3 separate regions of the Mus musculus genome follow, and regions 2 and 3 are each linked to region 1. Evidence: chromatin contacts called from public capture Hi-C and targeted proximity ligation data. All regions are on one chromosome and are shown on one strand. The core of a region is the stretch at or near the end of the contact, and the rest is flanking DNA. Distances in the headings are between cores, read along the strand shown. Region 1 overlaps Plaat3 (phospholipase A and acyltransferase 3). Region 2 has its middle 92 kb from the start of Slc22a30. Region 3 holds the start of Macrod1 (mono-ADP ribosylhydrolase 1).

Region 1 (3,815 bases), core at 976-3,475:
AAGCTCTGTGTAACGAGTGTGGGAACAGGCTTTTCATTGACCAGGGTCACTCTGCTCATGTCACTTCGCATGCCCCCTTCGCTTCCAGTGGCCAAACTGAAGAGCCAACAAATACTGGCAGGGGCAGTGGGAAGGAGAGGGCTGGGCAAGGAAATGAATGGACAGAACCAGCTGGCCTGGAATTGACACAGACTCAAAATAGTAACCTGAATGAGGCTCTGGACTATTTAAAGCATACAAACCTTTGTAAGGCATCTATGGAAAGAAGAGAGGGATGACAGCAGAATGGGAAGATGGACAGCCAGTGGGCAAGTGTAAGGTCAGGAAGGGATTGCAATTGAGAACTCAAAAAAAAAAAAAAAATCTGACCTCCATGAGAGCAAGGACCTCACCTCATGCCATGTGTCCAGTGTCCGGCCTGCCAGGCTTGGAGGTGCTCAGCCCTTTAAAGGGCTGGGGTTTCTTGTGTTTGTTTGTTTGTTTGTTTGTTTGTTTGTTTGTTTGTTTTGCTGAATGCTTGTTTTTCTCTTATGGAGTCAGGATCTTGCTCTGTAGCACCCTGAACTCAAGACCCCCTGCCTTGGCCTCCTGAGTGCCAGGCATGACACTACACCCAGCTCTCTCTTTGTATGGACTCCAGTGTTCACCAAGAGACCAGAGTCAAGACATAGTTGCCTCTATTCCACAGGTCTCTTTTTATTTATTTTTATTTTTATTTTTATTTTTTTAAGAAAAGGTTGCATGTAGTCCAGACTGGTCTCAAACTTGGTCTTAGTTACAGTTTCTATTGCTGTGATAAAACACCGTGACCAAAAGCAACTTGTAGAAGAAAGGGTTTGTTCTATCTTACACTTCCAGGTAATGCTCCATCACTGAGGGAAGGCAGGGCAGGAGCCTGTGTGGAGGCCATGGAGGAACATTGCTTATGCTTGCAGGCTTGCTTCTCATGGCTTGCTCCTCCTGCTTTCTTAACACCTGGGGCCACCAGCCCAGGAATGTTAATGCCTACAGTGAAACGGGCCTTCCCGTACCAATTATCAAGCAAGAAAATGCACCATAGGCTTGCTCACAGGCCAATCTGGTGGGGACATTTTCTTAGTTGAGGTTCTCTCATTCCAAAACTACTCTAACTTGTGTCAAGTTGATATAAAACTAACCAGCACCAAAGATGGCCTTAAACTCCTGGTCCTGCCTTTACCCACCATGCATTGGGATTCCAGGAGAATGTGAGCCACTGAACCTCTCTATTCTTTCTTATTTATTTATGTATTTATTTATTTATTTTACCTCCCAACCCCCGTTCCCCTCTCTCCCTTCCTCCTAGATCTTCTCCCCACCCTTCCCCACTTCTCTGCATATCAACCAGGCCTAGCATATCAAGTTGCAGTTAAGACTAGGCACATCCTCTCCTATTGAGGCTAGATGAGGCAGCTCCTGCTCCCACTGTTAGGAGCCCCATATGAAGACCAAGCTATACAACTGTAACATGTGCAGAGGGCCTTGGTCAGTCACAGTCAGGCTCCCTGGTTGTGGTTCAGTCTCTGTGATCCCCTATGGACCCAGGTTAGTTAATTCTGTGAGTTTTCTTTTGGTGTCCTTGACCCCATTGGCTCCCACAATCCTTCTTCCCCCTCATCCACAAGATTCCCCAGGTTCTGCCTAAAGTCTAGGCACCAGTCTCCATCTGTCTATTCTTACCGGTCTCCATCTGTCTATTCTTAAGTAAATTCCACTAGTAAAGGTAGTTATGTAATGCAGATGTGAGACTATCTGACTTGAGCTGCTATCGAGTAGGACAAAAAGCATTGCAAAAGAGGGGGTGTAGGGAAAAGCTAAACATTTGTCAAATTCCACTCCCTCCTAAAACCTAACTGAAATAAAAGACAGCATTTGTTTGGGCTGGGAGACAGCTATGGTCGAGCAACAGCCTACCATGGAGAAGACACTGAGTTCACTACCCAGCACCACAGAGATCTTTCTTTTTAATTAGAGGCATTTCGTTTTTTGTTGTGAGCCTAGCTCTTATGGCTGAGGACAAAGAAGCTGAGAAGTAGCCTGTGTTAAAGAAAGAAACTCCTAAAAGGGTCAGATGGACACACCCAGGTTCCTCTGGAAGTGAAAAGGAAGAGAAAGCACTTCCTCCGTCAGATGGACACACCCAGGTTCCTCTGGGAGTGAAAAGGAAGAGAGAGAGAGCACTTCCTCCAGTTTCACGGACCCCCTCCCTCGCCCCAGCAGAGGCGTGACTGATCTCTGGACAGGGTAAAACAGAAGCTCTAGGGATCTGCAAGTCTAGACATGCATTCCAGATTGTATCGTAACCGCCAACGGGGCACTGAGTGACTATGAGCATGCTAAATTGAGCCTCCAAGACCCCTCTGCTGTTCCCAGAATGTCACCCTCCACTCAAGCCTGGAAGAGTTTTCTAGGGAATCTGACCATGCCAAGTAGAAACAGACTGTGGGTACTGAAAACAGCCCACTGGGGTCATCTCACAACATTAATGAGCCCCTTGCCCTCACCCTATTCATTGGCTCCTTACCTAGTGCCTACCTTCTATACCCCCTGCCTTCCCTCATTGTTAACCTAGTTTGGATGCAAGTGTGAATGGTACTACCAACCAGAGAGCTCTGACTGCTGGCTGGCCTCAAGCCATGGTGTTATGGAGTTACCTGGGGAGATGGAACAGTGAGTAAGTGCTTGACTTGTAAAACAAAAACCTGAGTTCGATCTCCTGAACCCCTTAAAAAGCCAAGTATGGGGGCATGCATTTGTAACCCAAGTGCAGGGAGATGAGAAAAACCCGTTTCCTGGGACTGTCAGTCAGCTCAGCCTAGTTGACAAATTCCAAGTCATCAAGAGATGTTTTTGTTTGTTTGATTGTTCGTTCATTTAAAAAAAAATAGGGACAGTACCTGCAGAATGACACTGGAAGTTGACTTTTTGCCTCTACATACACTCAGACACACAGGAACACACACACACACACACACACACACACACACACACCTTTTCTATCCAGTGTTTTCCTTGCTGAGTTCTATATCAGGAGGGGTAAAATGCAGATAATGGAGGAGGAACAACATGAGCCTCATTCTTTCCTGAAAGCCATAATGTGCAAACAAATGCTGATACTGCTGGTTCAGACAAAAGATACTTTGTGGAGGCACACAACAATAGCCCCAGTGTTTGTGGTCACACTTAGTACACAAAGAGAATGGTTAGGATATGAATATAGTATCTAGTTAGTCCTGGTGGTACTAAGAAAGTGGTACAGTCAGATCATACATACATACATACATACATACATACATACATACATACATACATACATCTTTTTTATATGTACTTAAGAACATGTTATGATAGCTTGGTGACAGGTTCTATGTAATTAAATTGAAGTTTTATTTAGGTAGACTGAGTTCTGCCTGCTGGTTAGAAGTCTCTACTCTTTGTTTTGTTTTGTTTTGTTTTGTTTTGTTTGTTTTTCGAGACAGGGTTTCTCTGTGTAGCCCTGGCGGTCCTGGAACTCACTCTGTAGACCAGGCTGGCCTCGAACTCAGAAATTCACCTGCCTCTGCCTCCCAAGTGCTGGGATTAAAGGCGTGCGCCACCACCACCCGGCTTAGAAGTCTCTACTCTTATCAGGGAAAATTAACACTTGTTCAAAGCTGCCTGCAGGGAAGGGCATCACAGTAGAGCAACATCACACTGCAGGTCCGATTTCTGTTTGCTAAAAGAATGCTTTCACAGAGCAAAGTTATTGTTATTTACATAGCCTGTGAGGGTTTTTGTTTTTTGTTTTTGTTTTTACT
Region 2 (3,815 bases), core at 333-2,832, 910 kb before region 1:
TCTATCTCCAGTGTTGCCTCACTTTGGGTTTTCTTTATTGTGCCTACTTCCCTTTTTAGGTCTTGGATGGTTTTATTCAATTCCATCACCTGTTTGTTTGTGTTTGCCTGCAATTCTTTAAGGGACTTTTGTGTTTCCTCTTTAATGTCTTCTACCTGTTTGGTTATGTTCTCCTGCAATTCTTTAAGGGATTTTTGTGTTTCATCTTTAATGTCTTCTACTTGTTTAGCAGTGTTCTCCTGTATTTCTTTAAGTGAGTTATTTAAGTCCTTCTTGATGTCCTCTACCATCATCATGAGATATGCTTTTAAATCCAGGTCTAGCTTTCCAGGTGTGTTGGGGTGCCCTGGACTGGGTGAAGTGGGAGTGCTGGATTCTGATGATGGTGAGTGGTCCTGGTTTCTGTTAGTAAGATTCTTACGTTTACCTTTCGCCCTCTGGTAATCTCTGGAGTTAGTTGTTATAGTTGTCTCTGTTTAGAGATTGTTCCTGTGGTGATTTTGTTACCCTACATCAGCAGACCAGGGAGACTAGCTCTCTTCCCTGAGTTTCAGTGGTCAGAACAGTCTCTGCAGGCAAGGTCTCCTCTTTCAGGGAGGTGCACAGTTATCTGGTGTTTGGACCTCCTCCTGGCCGAAGATGAAGGCCCAAAACAGGATCTTTCCCAGAAGCTGTGTTTCTTTGGCCTGCAGACTGCCCGCCGCAGAGTCCGGGAACCAAGGTGGCCCCCGCGGGACGTGAGGTAGAAGCCTCTCGGGCCCGGTGGACACCTGTGCTCTTACCAGGAAGGTGCCAGGTTGCCTGGAGCCGAAAATGGCACCGCTTCAGAGGCTCTGTGGTTCTCGCCCATTCCAGAAGCTGCTGGCCTCTGTGTTCCACACTCTCACCTGCAGACCACCCGCTGCGGAGTCCGGGAACCAAGGTGGCCCCCGCAGAACGTGAGGCAGAAAGAAGCCTCTCGGGCCGGGCGGACCCCTGTGCTCTCACCAGGAAGGTGGTCGGTTGTTTGGAGCCGGAAATGGCGCTGCCTCAGATGCTCTGTGGCTCTCGCCTGTCCCAGGAGCTGCTGGCCTCTGTGTTCCACACTCCCACCTGCAGGCTGCCCGCTGCGGAGTCCTGGAACCAAGGTGGCTCCCGTGGAAGCTGAGGCAGAAGCCTCTCGGGTGGACACCTGTGCTCTGACCAGGAAGGTGGCCGGTTGTCTGGAGTCGAAAATGGTGCCGCCTCAGAGCCAGGTAGCAGTATCTTGAAGAGGAACAGGACAGTGGCTGAACAATAGAATGATCTAGGAAGCCTCCATCTTAGGTAATCTCCTTAGTGGCAGAAAAGGTCAAGGTCTGACTCAGCCTGCTTCAGGTTTGGGGGAGGTTACAATTTCCTCCCTGTTATTAATATTAAAAAAAAAAAGCTGGATGGAGGCATAAAATTCATTTATGCTCTATAGTTCTGCCTGATTTCTTTGGGCCTAGTGAAGAAACCTGTCTCAGTGGGATTCCCTAACTTTTTTCATGGTAAACCCACCTATTCATTAGGCCATTGTGTTTGGGTAAGACTGGTTACAGCCTCAAGTAAACACTCTGCAGACTAGCCCTGAGCTATTCCTGCTTGGTCCTTTGTAATGCTTAATTAGTTACTGAATAGGTAACTTCCTTACTGAATTCCTACTGAATTCCAAGTTTGTCAGCTTCAAGGTCTTTCTAGGACGTTGGAACATTGGCGAAGGCTTAGTTATGTCAGAATTCAATTTTAAAAGGCACTTATAATAAGATAATACTAAAAGAGAGCACATGGATCCATACACTAGACTAACACAGGGATAGGGTAAGAATATACAGGTTATGAGAACGCAAAGTTCCAGGAGGTGAGTTTCTGTGAAACTCTTTGCCTCGTGAGTGCTCCCAGGCCTCTCGGCCTGTGAAACAAACTTCACTGGAGTGTGCATAGCATACTCCCCCTTTCTTAATATATTTCTGCCGAAGTTCCAGAAAGTCCCGCCTCATCGTAGCTACAGGTCTCAGGAGTGCTCTAAAGATGAGTGTAAACACAACGATTTACTAATAAAATAGTGCCAATAATAATAGCAAGTAGGAATATATATTGAACCCAATCCAGAGGATTCAATGCACTTAGGTTATTTTTTAAATCTCTGGCCAATTCATCAATGTTCCAAGTGTCCAAGTGACTATTGCTAATATCTGAAATTTCTGCCTTTCTAGCCTTAATATATGATATGTCCTGCCCTATTGTTAAGACTACTACTTCTAAGAAATTAACCTTTGCCTCCAATCTTTTACATGGCTCTGTGGTGTATTATTAATAAACCACAGCCTCTTGGCATGTACCTCTGTCTAGATTGATATGATTCCAACTGGGTGCCCGTCTTAGACTGTCCGGCCCTCATAGCAAACCTTATTTCCAATTCAGACCAAAGCCACAATATGTACTTAGAATGCTTCTTGGTGAAGATTAATAACTGCCACCTGTGCTGTTGGAGGCAAGGATGCACACTTGCTGCAGTCAGGCTGAAGGGTGTTGACTGACCTACTTGAAAAACAAAGTCAAGACAGTGAAAAGCAACAGTACAAAAGCTTCTTTGGGAAAGTACAGGTACACCCTTCAATTGCAAATTAGCAACGATCAGGCTTAGACTTAGACCTCCTGGTGTGGGGGAGGTGACTTTGAGAATTGCAGAAAGGCTGCAGCTTCTCTGGGAGTGGAGGCTGTGCTCCAAATTAACTTTGCTAGGTAATTAAGATTTTAGCTATCTTCCCTAGGATTCTCTAATACTGGAATTATTACTAGACCAGTCCAAGATTGAGTTAGAATAACTGGTCACAATGAGGGAGGGAGAAGAATCACTATAACTCTTTCTTGTGACTAATCTTTCTAAGTCAGATTACATGGTCTCTAATGTTTTATGTCCCATAAGGTTTAAAAAGCTTGAAGCAAGGCAGCTTAGCTTGTCCAAACTGGGAAAATGGCAAACAAAGGTGGGTCAAAAACATATACCCAATTCAGCTTTCTTGTCACTACAGTCAGGGCACTCAGTGAACTCACCTGTCAGCTTGTCACATGAATTAGCTGTCATGCTTCTGCAGCGTTCTGTGAAGAGAATCTATGCTTTTCCCTTTCCCAATAAGGTAGCTGTTCAGGATCAAGCCTTATGCCAATAAGTAGATCCTTTTCATCTCACCTAGACATGATTATGTCTGGTTTTTAAGATACTATAAGGCATTTATTAAGTTCTTTGACATCCAAATTTCAAAATTCTTAAAATAAAAGTATGATTAAAATAATGTGCTTGATTATTCAACATTTTAAAACACCATCTACAGCACACAGTTTAATTATCTGTGTTGAAGCAGGGGGAAGCTCAAAAGAATAAGCGTGTGATCCAACTCATATACTTTTCTTCCATAAAAGGGCTATTTTTAAACACATTAATTAGGATGCATGCATGCATGAATTTGTAGAAGATACAAAAGCATGCATAAAACCAATTTTTTAATGATTGTCAATTTTATTTAAAATGATGGTATGCAATAGATCGAATATTAATATTCTGTAATAACCAATTTAATTGCTGTTTTGAACAAGGAACAGACACTTAGTCAAGTTCTTAAGACACAATTTTTGTTGTAGGTTTTCTAGAATATATGAATATATCTTACAATTCTTTATTAGCACCACAGCAGTCTTAATAGGATGTTAAAACTGTGCTTTGAGGTGAATGCCACCTCTGCCTCTCCCGCCTCCGGCCTTCCTCTCAGGCTGAAGAGACTGAGGTGGCCCAATCTGTTGTAGGCTAGGAAGCC
Region 3 (3,815 bases), core at 700-3,199, 530 kb after region 1:
TTCCCCAGCTGGTTGCTTTACTTCAGGTCCCTAATGGGCCACCTGACCTTCCCAGCTCTTCATAGTGCACAGAGGACTATGTCGCCATAGTGTTTCTCCACTAGACAGACTCTTGCCTGGCCACTCACTGTTGAATCCTACAGCGCTGGTACCAATAGGGCGTGAGGTAAAAGTTTACTGAATGAGGGCCAAGGAGATAGACGGGTTAGTGGGTGGGTAAACGGAATTTGATCCCCAGAACCCATGCAAAGGCCTAAAAGCTAGCCGCAGCACACTGGCATCTCTAATCCCATTAAGCCCGGCGGAAATGGCAAGCGGAGATCAGACTCTCCAGAGGCTCAAGGACCAGCGCCCCTGACTCCCCGCTTGGCACAGAAAGGAAGAAAATAGCGTCTGTCCAGCAGCTGAGGAACCTCAGGTCCCATCAGCTTTCCCAGGTTAGGCTGGTTTTCAGGGTCACCAAGGAAAAGGGAGCTACGGGGAGAAGGGCTGGAATGTAGAAATAGACGCAGACGGTACACTACGTGTGGTACTGCCCCAACTCTCCTCCTCTCCCTGGGTTGCTGCTCTCCATGGGTAAGCAGGACTCTAAGGAAGAACACTAACTCCCTCTGCTGGAATTCTGGACGAGCCCCGCAACTCCCGGCCAAGGTTGAGGGAGTGGCAAGTTCTGATTGCTCCCAAAGAAGACTGTCAAGTGCTTTAGGATCCTGGGCAGACTTGCAACAAGGGAGAGCTCTCTTTTCTAAAAAGGAACCAATCTGAGGTTACCTTCAACCCCGCTTGACCCAGCCCCCATGGTCACGCCCACTAGCAGCCCAGCCAATGGCCTTAGCCGCTCATTGGGAGGAGGATCGGCCCGGAATAATAAGGGAAGCACTGGCGCTGAAAGGCAGGGGCAGCTGGACTGCCACTCAGGGCTATTTGGGGCTCTGCACTTTGCATTCCAGTTAGCGACTAGGTCGTCCGGGACCCGTGGCCCCTTCCTGGCATGCCCGTCCAGGAGGAGAAATACTTTCATTCTTGAGGGAGTCAGTGATTCTCACAAGCCCACGCCCGATGTCAGCCTGCTCTCCAAGTTCTATGATCCCAGTCCCTCAAGAAGGAGCAAAGTGCTGGCAAGGGGCCAGAAGCCAGCAGGAGGGCAAAACGGGCACCTACCATACTCCCAGAGAGGCCCCCGAGCTGCCATTCTTGGGGCTACCTGACCCTACCTGATAGGCCAAGCTTCTACACTTTGCCTTTGCACACTCCCAGCCTGACCTTGGGGAAGTGAACTCTGGCCCTAAGCCTCAGTTTCCCTCCTGTGCATGCATGGAGGAAGGTGGCAGATCCCAGAGGATCTGGGGGTGTGGGGGGTGTGGACTACCTGGGACCATTGCTGAGGTAAGGCCGCCTTCCCCACTCGTTTAGTCAAGGGGTAACCTGGTGTAGGAGCTGGGTATGGATGTGGGCTAAAGGGGTTCCCGAGTGTCTCAGTTGCTCGTGGAGTGCCTTTCGGCCGGGGAGACCCACGCCCTGCGCTCACACTTACATTTGGCCTCCTTCCAGTCGGTGGAGGTGCTCAGGTCCACCTTCGCGGCCATGGCCAGGGGGGCCCAGGTGCGCACCCAGGCTCCACGCCCCGCCGCCCCCCACGCCCCAACTCCCGCCGAGAGCCACGCGCAGTAGCCGTGCTCGCCCAGTGCCACCAGGGGACCGCACGCACTGCCACGGGGCCGCGGGCCACCCGCCGAGCGGCCGGGCCAGGGGCGCAGGGAGACCAGCAGCTGCCCCGCCGCGCGCAGCTGTGCCAGGCGGCCGGACACTTGGCTCTGCAGCGACATGAGCAGGCGGTGCCGGGCGGCTCCCCGCCCACTCGGACTCTATTTACGGTGCTCCGGAGAGTCGCGCTCGGTCCCTTATTTACTCTGGGACGAGAGTGGCGCGTGCCAGCCCGTGGCGACCTGCTTAGAGACCGCGGGCGGCGCGCCGCTGGGCACCCTGGAACTTGTAGTTCCGTCCCGGCCCACTGCGCTCACGCACTGGTAGCACACACGTGCGCACCCAGCCTGTCTGTGTCCTCCCGAGTGTGGCTGCAGCCAACCTTCCGAAGCTCGGTGATTCGACAAGGCACTCCGTGCGTGGGTTTTCCCGCCAAGTCGGCTTCTAGTTCTTTCCGCCTAGTTGCCGTGGCTCATAAGTAAACTCGGTCCTATCGCGTGTTTTGTAGGCATAGAGAGACCTGGACTTGTGTTGGTGCCTCCGCATCACCCAGCTCTGCTTCTGATCCACAGCAGCTGCACGTTCCAGCCTGCCAAGGTGGGGCGGGGGTGATAGGTGCCGCGGACCTATGTGTTAGGGTGGGGCAACTTTTCTGAAGAGCTCGACCTCCCTTAAGCTCCAAGAGCCAAGCAGCGCCGACTGAATTCCACAGCAGCTCACAAGACATTAGTGAGATTTGACAGGAAGAAACCTAGGTGTCAAATAGGCATGGTAAGGCATACTTACAATCCAGCATTCCAGAGGGTGAGGGCGGAGGATCTTAGGAAAGTTTAGGATCAGCCTGACTTACAAGGCAGCCACATAGCAAGACCCTGTCTCAGTCAATAGGTCAGTCTAACAATCAATATAAAAAAGAGCCGGGCAGTGGTGGCGTATGCCTTTAATCCCAGCACTTGGGAGGCAGAGGCAAGCTGATTTCTGAGTTCGAGGCTAGCCTGGTCTACAGAGAGTTCCAGACAGCCAGAGCTACACAGAGAAACCCTGTCTTCAAAAACCAAAAACCAAAAAAAAAAAGGAGAAAAGGAGAGAGAATATGGATCTATAAATGTGGGTGTATAGAAACACTAGAGTAGTGACCTAAGAAGGATAATTTTTTTCTTCTTTATTTTTCTCCTTTTCTTTTGTTGTTGTTGTTGTTGTTGTTGTTGTTTTTTTTTTTTCTTCTCGAGACAGAGTTTCTCTTTGTAGCCCTGGCTGTCCTGGAACTCACTCTGCAGACCAGGCTGGCCTCAAACTCAGAAATCTGCTTGCCTCTGCCTCCCAAGTGCTGGGATTAAAGGCGTGCGCCACCACTGCCCGGCTAATTTTTTTTTTCCTCATATTCCATAATGACATATGCCTGTAACCTGTTCCCGGTTAGCCACTACTTCATATTCAGTTCCACACCAGCCTGGCCTACCTGAGAGCTGGTTGTCAGAGCTACCCAGTGAGACTCTACATTTTTATTTAAAAAGAAAGCGGGGGTGGGGGAGGGATTTAAATCCCGGGGCTGGAGAGATGACTCAGCAGTTAAGATCCCTGACTGCTGTTCCAGAGGACCAGAATTCTATTTCCAGCCCTCACATGGTGGCTCAAAAATCTTCTGTAACTCCAGTTCCAAGGGATGCCACGCCCTCTTCTGGCCTTGCATGGAGTAGTGCACAGCCACACAGGCTGGAAAACACCCAAACACATTAAAAAAAATTTTAGAAATTGTTACTGTGAACCTTAATATCTGAGCCATCTCTCCAGGCCTTGCTCCCTAAACTTTACAAATAAAGATTTAGTTCCTGGGAAACAAAACAAAAAGGAGAGAGAGCAAAGCGAACGACCCTCCTATTGAAACCTCACCACCAACCTGGCAACGTAAACAATGCAGATTTCTCAGCTTATTTCTGAGACAAGAATCTGACGTGAGTCACCAGAATTGCATGCCTCTGGCTTCATCCCTTCCTGGAAGCTCTAAGGGAGCTTGTCCCAGGATTTTCCAGAGGTCACGGGCCCTTCCTGTAGATCCTCCAGCAGCCTGGCAGTGAGCCCAGGCTGCTCCTGTCTTTCATGTGGTGTGGACC

The links. Capture Hi-C pulls out chosen DNA fragments and counts their contacts.
Region 2: a contact with region 1 is called in a capture Hi-C map of embryonic stem cells, with 6 times the contacts expected there. A contact is called at or near these places in 2 of 130 datasets of targeted methods (both in embryonic stem cells) and 1 of 9 other capture datasets (embryonic stem cells).
Region 3: a contact with region 1 is called in a targeted proximity ligation map of embryonic stem cells, with 5 read pairs. A contact is called at or near these places in 3 of 39 promoter capture datasets (the 3T3-L1 cell line and pre-B cells), 4 of 484 Hi-C or Micro-C datasets (B cells, embryonic stem cells, pro-B cells and 1 more) and 3 of 130 datasets of targeted methods (the NIH/3T3 cell line, T-cell acute lymphoblastic leukemia and embryonic stem cells).

Annotation. Positions count from the first base shown.
Region 1 is chr19:7,581,726-7,585,540 of GRCm38.p6, reverse strand. All of the region lies in intron 4 of Plaat3 (phospholipase A and acyltransferase 3), which reads right to left. Among named protein-coding and RNA genes, the nearest start is that of Lgals12, 24 kb to the left of the region's middle.
Region 2 is chr19:8,495,513-8,499,327 of GRCm38.p6, reverse strand. No RefSeq gene overlaps it. Among named protein-coding and RNA genes, the nearest start is that of Slc22a30, 92 kb to the right of the region's middle.
Region 3 is chr19:7,054,902-7,058,716 of GRCm38.p6, reverse strand. Macrod1 (mono-ADP ribosylhydrolase 1) reads right to left here and starts at 1,949. Exons shown (of 11, transcript NM_134147.4): 1 at 1,535-1,949. The coding sequence starts at 1,826.